Linked DNA regions of Mus musculus: all the other regions are linked to region 1. A link is a contact called in public Hi-C and HiChIP or PLAC-seq data. All regions are on one chromosome and are shown on one strand. The core of a region is the stretch at or near the end of the contact, and the rest is flanking DNA. Distances in the headings are between cores, read along the strand shown.

Evidence for each region. Hi-C and Micro-C count contacts between places; a contact is called where the count stands out from the background. HiChIP or PLAC-seq counts read pairs in DNA pulled down with a chosen protein or histone mark.
Region 2: a contact with region 1 is called in an H3K4me3 HiChIP or PLAC-seq map of bone marrow-derived macrophages, with 6 times the contacts expected there. The contact joins the enhancer-like site here to the promoter of Tmem242 in region 1. A contact is called at or near these places in 12 of 39 promoter capture datasets (the 3T3-L1 cell line, the C10 cell line, the HPC-7 cell line and 8 more), 1 of 15 datasets of contacts at CTCF or cohesin (the NIH/3T3 cell line), 6 of 484 Hi-C or Micro-C datasets (the HPC-7 cell line, bone marrow-derived macrophages, cranial neural crest and 3 more), 11 of 115 datasets of contacts at active chromatin or transcription factors (bone marrow-derived macrophages, embryonic stem cells, fetal liver and 4 more) and 3 of 9 other capture datasets (adipose tissue, macrophages and pancreatic islet).
Region 3: a contact with region 1 is called in a Hi-C map of cerebral cortex, with 4 times the contacts expected there. The contact joins the enhancer-like site here to the promoter of Tmem242 in region 1. A contact is called at or near these places in 12 of 39 promoter capture datasets (the 3T3-L1 cell line, the C10 cell line, the HPC-7 cell line and 6 more), 5 of 484 Hi-C or Micro-C datasets (bone marrow-derived macrophages, cerebral cortex, forebrain and 2 more), 13 of 115 datasets of contacts at active chromatin or transcription factors (the 230-238 cell line, bone marrow-derived macrophages, embryonic forebrain and 6 more) and 3 of 9 other capture datasets (adipose tissue, macrophages and pancreatic islet).
Region 4: an H3K4me3 HiChIP or PLAC-seq map of bone marrow-derived macrophages shows a contact between it and region 1, with 8 times the contacts expected there. The contact joins the enhancer-like site here to the promoter of Tmem242 in region 1. A contact is called at or near these places in 18 of 39 promoter capture datasets (the 3T3-L1 cell line, 3T3-L1-derived adipocytes, the C10 cell line and 10 more), 3 of 15 datasets of contacts at CTCF or cohesin (the NIH/3T3 cell line, large pre-B cells and pro-B cells), 8 of 484 Hi-C or Micro-C datasets (Th1 cells, adipose-derived mesenchymal stem cells, bone marrow-derived macrophages and 5 more), 18 of 115 datasets of contacts at active chromatin or transcription factors (the 230-238 cell line, acute myeloid leukemia, bone marrow-derived macrophages and 10 more) and 4 of 9 other capture datasets (embryonic stem cells, liver, macrophages and 1 more).

Annotation. Positions count from the first base shown.
Region 1 is chr17:5,438,900-5,441,599 of GRCm38.p6, reverse strand. It overlaps Tmem242 (transmembrane protein 242), which reads left to right and starts at 1,340. Exons shown (of 4, transcript NM_027457.4): 1 at 1,340-1,467; 2 at 1,968-2,068. The coding sequence starts at 1,383.
Region 2 is chr17:5,573,402-5,576,101 of GRCm38.p6, reverse strand. The region is part of intron 1 of Zdhhc14 (zinc finger, DHHC domain containing 14); the gene reads right to left. Among named protein-coding and RNA genes, the nearest start is that of Gm52305, 47 kb to the right of the region's middle. Within about 2 kb of position 1,256, at least 62 of the 459 cell types and tissues checked have an H3K27ac peak or open chromatin away from gene starts, as enhancers often do. A contact at or near this core is called in adipose tissue, bone marrow-derived macrophages, macrophages and 4 more, where this site is marked.
Region 3 is chr17:5,642,235-5,644,934 of GRCm38.p6, reverse strand. All of the region lies in intron 1 of Zdhhc14 (zinc finger, DHHC domain containing 14), which reads right to left. Among named protein-coding and RNA genes, the nearest start is that of Gm52305, 120 kb to the right of the region's middle. Within about 2 kb of position 1,359, at least 42 of the 459 cell types and tissues checked have an H3K27ac peak or open chromatin away from gene starts, as enhancers often do. A contact at or near this core is called in cerebral cortex, forebrain, hippocampal neurons and 1 more, where this site is marked.
Region 4 is chr17:5,667,253-5,669,952 of GRCm38.p6, reverse strand. All of the region lies in intron 2 of Zdhhc14 (zinc finger, DHHC domain containing 14), which reads right to left. Among named protein-coding and RNA genes, the nearest start is that of Gm41519, 100 kb to the left of the region's middle. Within about 2 kb of position 1,277, at least 15 of the 459 cell types and tissues checked have an H3K27ac peak or open chromatin away from gene starts, as enhancers often do. A contact at or near this core is called in bone marrow-derived macrophages, where this site is marked.

The DNA of each region.
Region 1 (2,700 bases), core at 91-2,590:
ACTCCATCACACTCATAACTTTTAAAAGATTGAAACTGGGTCTTGTTACCTAGGTTAGATTTGAATTTATCCTCTTGTATCAGCTTTTCAAGTGGTCAAGAGGGATGTACAACACACACACACACACACACACACACACACACACACACGCACCTCTTCATTCAAAAATCCTGTGAGGTACTGTTTCCATAGTTAATAATTGAGGGGAACGAGGTAACGAGAGGCTATATGGCAAACACCAAGTTCACACAAATAAGAAGTGCTTTACGACCTGAACGCAGGTCTGAGCTAATAAATGCATTTAACTGCTGCAAAAACTAATGCTTTCATTTACCCGTCCCTCGGACAGGCATTTATTATACATGACCAGGTAATACACTGAGAGCTGGGGAATATCAAATGAGTATAGATAACAATCTCCACCCTCAAGATGCCCATGCCCTTAAAGTGCTCAGAAAAAGGCTAGAGGCTAAAGAACTGGCTTCATTTTAAAAGATGATGCCATATGTCTTAGGTCTCCCTTTGAGAGGCTGAAAACGTTGGCTACTTCCCACTACTCTTCCCTCAATAGCCATTTACTCTGTCCGTAGACCCTGGCACATCGTCCTCCCAGGCCTGCTTGCAGGCTGCTAAGGATCCCAGCAAGTCCGGGGCAGCCTTGGAGCCCGTGTTAATAAGCTTTGAGAGAGGGCCTCTGTACTCTGCTCTCTAGATTGGCTCAGTTCATTCAATCATTTAGCCAGCCCAGCGCGTCCACTGGGGGCGGGCAAATCAGATCTTGGGAAGGGCGTGTGCTTCGAAGCTGGTGAGATGTTTCTCTTCCAGAATTGGGCATGTCACTTAACCCTGAAATAACTATTTCGAAATTTCTCAGAAAGAAGCGGGGAAAATATTGAGGCTTGCTTTTTAGAATCGTGGTCTGTTAGTGCGGACCAAATCCTTAGAAGCAGTGCAAGTGTATCTGGAGTGGTAAACAGCTCCAGGATCCAAGCCAGGCAGATGGGCTCCCGGCTCCATTTGCGACCTCTCACTGCCTCCTAGAGTCGGAACTGAGTATTCTTCCAAGTAGGGAAAACAAAACAAAACCAAAAAAAAAAAAACCCAAAACCTTACTAAAGTCCAACAGATCATCACCTTGCAAGAAGGCGAGTGATCCTCCCAGGAGGGCCGTCTTGTGGGGCGCCGCCCTCGGCTCTGGGCTGGGACAGAGAGCAGCCTTTCTGTCTTCTCTCACTGCAAGAGTGTTAAGCGGGGAAAGTGGGAAACCCGGACCTTTCTTCAGGTTGCACAGGGAAGGCAGCCGCGGAACCTTTCTTCTCTCTCCCTTGAGCTTCCACTCGGGCCTCTTTGGTAACGGAAACAGTAGAGTAGGAGACTTTAAAATGGAGACCTCGGGTCCTGGGCCCGGGGAGTCCTCTGAATTAGAAGCTCCAGGGTCTCCGGACGATCGGTTGTTTCTGGTTAAAGGTATGCTTGCTCTGAGCTGGGATGTGATGTTCCGGAACACATTCTTTTCTGAGAGCCCTTATTCTGAACTCAGCCAGTGGGGCCCATATGTCACTCACCAGGTGAAGTCTCCTTGGGCAGGGGCGGGTAAATCCTGCCATCTACTCTCCAGTCCATACTGTATTTACCCATCCTTATCTATAGTTTTTCTTGTGCCCTGCCCTTTTCTGATTGCCACGATCTCTTCTTCCCGTGGAAAAACTTCGCGCTGCTGTCCTTGAGGACAGAGAGAAGGGAAAAAAACCCATTCTCAGCCCTGAAGAACTGAGCTTCAGAGCGTACCCTTGAACCAGAAACCCGAGGTCGTGAGATCACGCAGGTTTCTCAGACCCACTTCACAAGAGCCGCCTAGCCATGATGTTTCGAGTTTTGAATGTAATCCTGAAAGTTTCTGATACTTCGTTGTGCAATTCTCTTTAATTTAAGTTTTATTTTTAATCCCTTCTCTCAATTCTTGGCAGGTGGAATTTTCCTTGGTTCTGCAGCCGCAGCGGGAATGCTAGCTGGATTTGTTACAACATTATCATTAGCTAAAAAGAAAAGCCCTGAGTGGTTCAATAAGGTTTGTGACTCTGAAATCCATTCATAGCATTGCTATTGTTTTTAACAAAGGACAGCTTTTTGCATAGGAAAAAATAGTGACCTTCATTCACATGGTTTTGAAAATACACCCACAAACCCTCATGGGTTTAAGAAGTATACTAGTTGTCAGTCTTGATTTTTTTTTCCGTGTGCTTCCTTAAAAATTAACAGAATGAGGCTTTGAAGAATAACTGAGCAAAACTTTGGAAACATTGTTTTCCCTACAGCATGAATAAGTAATTTAGTATTGATAATAAGAGACCTTGCTTTGAAAGAAAAGCAATATCACTTAAACTATTGGTGCTGGTTGCAAGAAGTATATTTATTTCATAGATGTTAAAATTTTAACATTTTTTTAGAATGAGTGAAAACTTTGTTTTTGTGTTTTAATGCAAGGGCCGCAGTCGCTATAAAGTGCCTGGCACACAGTAGGTGCTCATAAAGTGTTGGGTGACTAACTATATCCACTAGAGACAGAAGATCATTATTCTGTTAGCAGGATTGTACATTTGCTGTTTGTCGTGTGCCTGCTTTCCCTGGTTGGTGGGGAATTTCTTGATGTGTATTGTAGTTGCTTATAATGTCTTGTCTTTTCCCCTCCCACCCATATTG
Region 2 (2,700 bases), core at 7-2,506, 130 kb before region 1:
TCTTTGGCCACTTAACCATCAATTTATCCCATTTGCAGGCAGGCAACTGGTTCATTCCCTCACTGGCTTTAGCTTCGTTTGAAATTTTTCTATTTCAGATTTTATAACTTACTCCACAACCCTCCCCACTTAGAAGCACATGGGACCTCTTCCATCTACCGCTCAACCAGCACACACTTCCTGAATGCCTTACCATGTGCCCACCACAGTCCTAGGCCTGGAATTCAGCAGTGACTCGCTTCAAGGAATGGGCTCACATTCTTTCAATGGGCTGGTGTCCTCATGGAGCAGATGCTATGGCCAGTGTGCACTGAGCTGTCCCAAGAGTGTGCTATTTGAGGCCTGGGTTGCCATGGGAACCAACACTACCGCTGGCATGTGCTTTCACACAGGTAGATGGCAACGCACTCAGGTGGCTGAGGACAGAACAGATTCCCAGGCTGCCTGCCAAGCCACTGGAAGCTTCCCTTCCCACTTCTCTCAAAACGCCCAAGTTAGGCTTCTGGAGAGAGATGGAGGCACAGAGGCCAAAGTGCCCACAGGGAGAGAATATCTTTGTGCATTCCATCTTAATGAGAGCTGCATGGGCATGCATGGGAGAATTCGGACTCCTCTTCTCCCTCACTAACAAGAACTATCCAGGGGCTGTGGCTGATGCTAGCTCCTCCAAGAGTGAAGGGCTCTACTGAGTCTGTCTCATTTTCTTCAATCCCTCCCCTCATAGTTTCTGGGGGAAAATGCCTTGCTAAAGGGGGGCATGTTGTTTTTGTGAGCTTGGGTATTTTTATGGCATTCACTGTGACTTTCTGATCCCCCAAAAGTTTTACTCTTAGGATATGATTTTCAGAACCACTGTTATGAAAAACAGTGAGTATGGGCCTCAGAACTGATTACCGTAGCTTTAAAATGTGTGAGTGTGTGTGTGTGTGTGGGTTATGCGTGTGTATATGTTTTATGTGGTGGGTATGTCTGTAGTATGTGGTATGTGTGGTGTGTGTATGTATGGTGTGTGTCCAACCAGAAAAAGAAAAATTTTTTTGTTTTTTTTTTCAGAATGCTGGAAGATAGATTAATGGCTGCAAACTCTTGACTCCTGCCACCGTGAGATAAAGATCTAATTGGAGTCTGGGCTGGCCTTGGTGACTTGCATGACTTGGAGAATGTAGTAAAAGCAGTTCTGCCACCTCCAAAGCTAGCTCAGGCTTTACCCTGCCTTGGGCCTCTTGTTCTCAAGTTTGGAAGGGAACCGAAACTGCTTAGGAGAGGGTGACAGCATGAGAGGCGCCTCCAGAGGCTTAGTCAGACAATCTGAGGAGTGAGACTGAGTGAGGGGTCCATAGGCCAAAGAGTCCTGGAGTGACAGCATCCAAGAGAAACCATACGGAATAGTCTTAAAGACAGCTGCACTGAACCAAGTGAGCCATGCACCGGGAGGGCAAAAGCTGGAGCCATTTAGAAGGGTTTAATAGTAAGAACAGAGGGTCAACAAGATGGCTCAACAGATAATGGAGCTTGCCACCAAGGTTGATTGCCTGAGTTCAATCCCTGTGACTCACAGGGTAGAAGGTAAGAGCCAATTCATAAAATGATCTCCACATATGTGCTGTGATACACTCATGCTCATACATACATACATATACACACATTTTTAAAACAATAATATATAGTTATACATAAACCCACTAAACCTTATGTCAATTTGTTAAATGATAGTGATAATTTAAATAGGTAGAAAATGAGCTGTGATCATTTCTCGTAAATCTTTATTGCAGTGAAGTGAAAACCGTCTATTTGGACAAATGCTAGCTTTACTTATAATCTACTAAAATCGACCCTGCGTATAAATCAAAGAGTAGATGTGATCATTAAATCAATCAATAATATTTATTGAACACCACTGTGGATAGAACTAAGAAATAAAATACCTAATCAAAATAATTCAGCCAGTCTTGGTCTGAATAAACTATGAAATGAGTTTCAACCACAGTGGAATGAGGTAGAGAAGAGTTTTGAAAACAAAACAAAACAAAACAAAACAAAAAACCCACAGTACAACAGAGCTAAGACATCCATGTGTGGGGGCTAATATTGATGGCCATATTGACAGGAGCTAGAGAGTCATAGTTAAATGGTATTTGTCAGATTCACCCTAGCAACTCAGCAACCAGCACCCTACAGAGGGCCCCTTAAAACCCAGCCCACGGTGGTGACTGTGGGAAGAGGCCATCACCGATCCCTCCATGCTGGGACACCAGGCAAGGCACCTCATACTCAGCCTCTCGTTTTCTCCCCTCCTGTGTGAGGAATGAAATGGGAACAAAGTTGAAAGGAAAGGTTCCAAAGAGCCGTTTTTGTAAAGTAAAAAGAGAAAGAGAGCAAAGATGGGCTGAATCCCCTAGAAAGGCTCTCAGGAGGTCTTCAGAGACCAAAAGATGTACTTTCTTCTTTAACAACAACATTCCCATATCTGCACCTTGTAAGTAGCATATGAAAGCCCAGGCATTGTGCTGTGATTTCCTCCTGAGGTGGACAAAGTCAGGTCTACGACAGCAGGGAGATAAAGGGATTTTCCTGCTATATCAGAATGTCACCCAGACTTAGGTCTTGAAGGGAATTCTACTGCTTAAAATCTTAGTCGATCTGCCCTAGACTATGGCAGGAGTGGTCATCTATCTTGATGAGACCACCAGTGGATCAGAT
Region 3 (2,700 bases), core at 110-2,609, 200 kb before region 1:
TGCTGTGATAAAAATACGCCGACACAAACAACCGAAACAAGAAAGGGTTTATTTGGCTCACAATTGCAGGTTATAGCCAATTGTGATGGGGACAAGAAGGTAGCAGGAATTTGAAACAATTAGTCATATTACGTTCATAGTCAAGAGCAGACAGACACGAATTCATGCATGCTGCTGAGGGGAAGCACACCCACATATAGGGTAGGTCTTCTTGCTTCAATTAATTCAATTAAGAAATCCCTTCCAGGCAACAGGAAGGCCCATGGGCCAATTTAATGTAGACAATGTCTCATCGAGACTCTCTTCCCAATAGAGCCAACATTGTGTCAAAACCAGCCACCACAGGGGGCATGTTTAGCATGTCCATGAGGCACCTAAATTCAATTACTTCAAGTCTAGACCTCGGACTGTGACAGCAGCTGGGGAGTGATAGAGAAGGGACTCAGACTTGATAGCCTTCTTATCATCCAGATGCTGGCTTCATTTCTTTTATTGTCATTTACAAAGCAACCTTGTGTTGTGGTAAGCCATGAAAATGTGCCAGTGTGTGGCCACCAGAAATAAACTATCCATGGTGAGTCCAACCAGAGCAGACCTGTGTTAGAACTTGCCAACGCTGACTGCATGTGTCCATTCCATGAGAGGTTCTTGTTCTTAGGAAACGTGCACTGCATATTCAGGAATAAGGTCTCATGAGATACGCAGTCTTCTTTCAAATAGTTTAGGGAAAGTATGGCATAGGGAGATAAGATGGAATGAATACTTATAGGTGAATTTGGGTGAAAATGGATATATATTATTATTGCAATTTTTATGCTGAGGCCTATAAGCCCCTTTATGTGGGAGATGAGAAGCTGTCCTTCTGCGTGGCTTCCTCGGAGAAGACAAGGAGAGAATATTCCATAGCTCATTGAACTACTGTGTGTCAGGTACACACCGTGTAATCCTTTGCCAGGCACTTTGGGATCAGGTCTTTAAGTCAGCTCAGCTTAATGAGATAGTGGGCACCTGGTGACAGCTGTCCTCTTTCCCAAGGACAGTGCTAAGTTCTCTTGGGAAGTCCCCGTAACCTCTTTATCAAAGCTATAGGATCCCTGCTTCTAAATGATGGCATCTGTGCAAGAGAGACAGCTTTCAACTGAAGTTCAGAAGAAGCTGAGAGCATCTATAGTCCTGGTGATGAAAAGCAGTAAGCAGACTCTGCCTTTGATTGTGACTGTGAACATGGAACTCCAGGAGCAATGAGGCTGGATGGGCCGCTTGCCAACCCATGGCAACTGGCAGCACTGGTTCAACAGCCAAACCACTACGAGCAGCTTAGAAATTCTCAGTCCAAGCTCAGACCTCTCGGAGACAAACAGCCTCTTCACATTCTGAGCAGCAGTGCCCTGAGCTCCACTGAACACCATCTGCGGTGTGTGTAGCCTCCACCTCTGCCTCCGCCTCCGCCTCCGAGGGCCTGGATTTCATACAAGATGATGATACAGCTGCCAGAGACATAAACACCATTTGGAGTCCTATTTCTGTCTCCGGAATTGTGACCTACATACAGCCCAGGGCAGCACAGAGAACAGGAGACAGGCATCTTCGTCTTCATAAAGCTCAATTGGAAAGTGACAGGAGAAGACGGGCTGGGGAGTCGGGGAATGAGACTCTGAAAGCATCCGGGGTTTTTTGGAACATAAAAGATATTAGCTAATTTGGCACCAGACAAAACAAATGCTAAAATGATGAGATGTCTTTACTCCAGTCATGAACAGCATCGAGAGCTGTCTGACTCCTGCTATGATGAGACAGGTGCACAAATAGCTGTGTACAAAGTGTCACCCTGTACACTGTAGAGAAGGAAAGGCCGCCAGGAACAGGTAGAAGGGTGTGGCGTTGCCATGGTATTATGCTGCTCTTTTTTCTGTTCTAGCAGTGATTTTGAATTTTTGGTTGTGAGCCTAGCCTTTAATGGCTGAGCCATCTCTCCAACCCTCTAATAGCAATTTTAATAACTATTCAGGGGAAAATATTTGTGTATGTTTTGATGTTTACACATGAAGAGTGGAACCATCTTCTGGGTGTGATACTATCTGAGACCATGAAATCAGAGGATTTTTGCCATTAAAAGTACATAGCAAGGGGCTATGGAAATAGTTCATGTTGGATTCCCTCAAAACCAGATATAGCTGAGTCACTATAGCACACAACTATAATTCAAGTGGTCCTAAGGTAATAGGGATGTAGAGACAGAAGGAACCCCCATCCTTGAGGCTCACAGGCCAGCTATACTGGCATGTAAGAGACCCTGTCTCAAGCAAGATAGAAGGCAAGGATCAATGCTAGAGATTGCTCGCTGACATCCGCGTGCTTCACATGACAGCATGCATGCCTGCATTCATATACACATCTTATACACACGTCGAAATGATTCTATATAGATTGCCTATATTCATGCACATAAATACACACACACACACACACACACACACACACACACACACACACATCATTCCCATAGAGATAAAATGACTCTCTTTATAACCAGATATAAATTTATTTTTGCCATTGGCTACTGAGATCCTAACTTCACTGACTCTTAATTTCTGTTTAGAGATTGGCTCAATGGAGCAGAATCTGACATAAAGATAATTCCTTCAATGAAAAGCTTGAGACTGATTTCTTCGACATTTCAAATATAAAAACTGGATTTCG
Region 4 (2,700 bases), core at 28-2,527, 230 kb before region 1:
ACAGACACAGTGGCCATCACAGTGGCTCACAATGTCCATATGTCCTGCTTGCAATAGCCCTTGGCTGTTTTCACAGTTTTTTCTCATCAGTGCCTCCTTAACCCTAACCCTAACTCCTAGAATGCCTGTGAGAGTCAAGTAGGAGACTCACGGTATCTCAGTGTCCTGGAGGGAAGGCATCCTTTTGAGCAAAACTGGAACTTGCCCCATCTAGGAACACGGTGAGCAATGAGTTTTAAACAGCTATCTACTCAACTTTCTGCAATTGCACTGATTGGTTTGTCTACTGATCAGAAACAGAAAGAATACAGGAGCAATTGAAATCACTCACCAGTCAGTTAATCAGTTAAAAAAGAAAAAAGAAAAGAGAAAGACACCTCCTGTAGTTTTGATCATTTCCCTAGGCTTCTGGATGTTATCATCTTAAGATCACAATGCAGACACGATTTTGTATTTTGTATTTGCATGTGCTATCAAAATTATACCCAGACAACATTTATAAGCTGTTGATCTTTTCTGTTTTCAACACTGGAGACTGAGCCCAGAGCATGCCGGGCAAGCGTTCCACTACTGAGCCATTTTGTTAGCATAGCCAAACTGTGTAGTTAGTGTAGTGAGATATTTAGTAACGGTTGTCACAGAGTTCTGCAACATTGTAATGACCCATTTTCCCACTGCCACGCATTTAAGCGGCTTCTAATTCTTATTTATTGGGTGGGGGTGGGGGGTGTTTCAGTTTGGCTTCTTTGAAGCCCTGGAAACATCTGCTTCCAGTTTCTTTCTTTCCCAGATGACTTTCCCCTCTTTCTGTCATTTCCATTTCTCACGTTCAATCCGACGCCCACTGACATGGAAAGACAGCTCCTGACTCTTCCACTGTGAGTTCCAGGTCCCCCAGGACTTTTCTTTTTGACTCTTTCCTGGACAGCAAATTTATAACGGTTATAATCCCAGATAATATTGTGGTGCCAGGGCTTTTAAAAAGGGGGAAATGGAACAATGAGGAAGTACCCATGAAACATGCCCAGCGATTCTTCTGAGAAGGTGCCCAAGGTGCCATATTGGCTTAGCTTTCCCCTGTGGGCATGGGGCAGGCTCTCTGCACTAATGCAGACATTAAATGGTGGGTAGCACAGCTCTGAGTTCAGTGGCTAATCACACTGAGGTTTGCAGTGTACTTTCTGAGAACAGAGCTATCTCAGAGAAGACAGCATCAGAGGGCCGGGTGGTTTGCCTGTTGCTCTGCCCAGACATTCTCAGAAGTGAGACATCCAGGAAGTGAGGGCTAGGGCTGACACCCACTGTCATGAGACCATGTTGCCATTGGTGGCCAATGGCATCCTCATGAATCACCTCCTCTCTCTTCTTCTGCAGTTACTATTGGACTGACTGTAAGTCCTGGCACAAACGTGGACTCATAAAATATTGATGAAAGGAAACCTGACAGCCATTAATCACCAGAGAGCACTTTTAACGTTTGTACTGGCTGGTTTTGTGTGTCAACTTGACACAGGCTGGAGTTTCACAGAGAAAGGAGCTTCAGTTGGGGAAGTGCCTCCATGAGATCCAGCTGTAAGGCACTTTCTCAGTTGGTGATCAAGTGGGAAAGCCCAGTGAGGGTGGTGCCATCCCTGGGCTGGTAGTCTTGGGTTCTATAAGAGAGCAGGCTGAGCAAGCCAGGGGAAGCAAGCCAGTAAGGAGCATCCCTCCATGGTCTCTGCATCAGCTCCTGCTTCCTGACCTGCTTGAGTTCCAGTCCTGACTTCCTTTGGTGATGAACAGCACTGTGGAAGTGTAAGCTGAATAAACCCTTTCCTCCCCAACTTGATTCTTGGTCATGATGTTTTGTCCAGGAATAGAAACCCTGACTAAGAATGTTGTTTATTAAGGAAAGGTTGTCTCCAGAAGCCCGGAGAAGCCTCTGTCGTCACTCTGAGGCTCTGTTTGAGCTGGAATGGTTCTATAGTAGGATTTGATTTAGACAGGTCTCCTGCCATCTGTACCGGGAGGTAGTGGGAAGTTCAGGTACCAGAGACCAGTTAACACAGCCAGGCCTGCAGGCCATGGTTCCAGGTGTTTTCTGCCCTCTGTCCCTCCATTTAGGCTAGGTCAGGTTTCTGCACTGAACAATCTCTCTGTGTCTCTCTGTATCTGTCTCTCTGACTCTCACTTTCTCTCCCTCCAACCCCCTTTTGTGTGTACATGTACATACTGTGGAGGGGCCGGAAGTCAACCTTGAGTATCTTTTCTTCAGGAGCCGCCTTGTTTTGAGAGACAGGCTCTCTCACTGGGGCTTGTGGCTGGCCAGCCAGCAACCCCAGCGATCTGCCAGCTTCCATCTCCTCTGTGGGACAATCACAGGCACGTGGGCCCATGCCCAACTCTTTGTGGATTTAACTCAGTTTCTCATGTTTTCAATCCAAGCACTTTACTGATCCGAGCTCCTGAATTTTCTCATATTTCTTTTGACCCTCAAAATCAACCCAGTGATTTTTTTTGCAAAATATCATCTCAATTTTTCTTTTTCTTTTAGTCATGATACCCTACAGCCAGCCTGTGTACTTGCTGCTGAGCACAAAGATGGACTTGAAGGGTCTGAGCCCAGAATCTCAAACGTAAGAAAAAAAAAAAAAACCCAAATGTCAGTTCTGAGTTGTTTTTGTTTTTGTTGTTGTTCTTCCTTCCCTTTCCCTTTCCCTT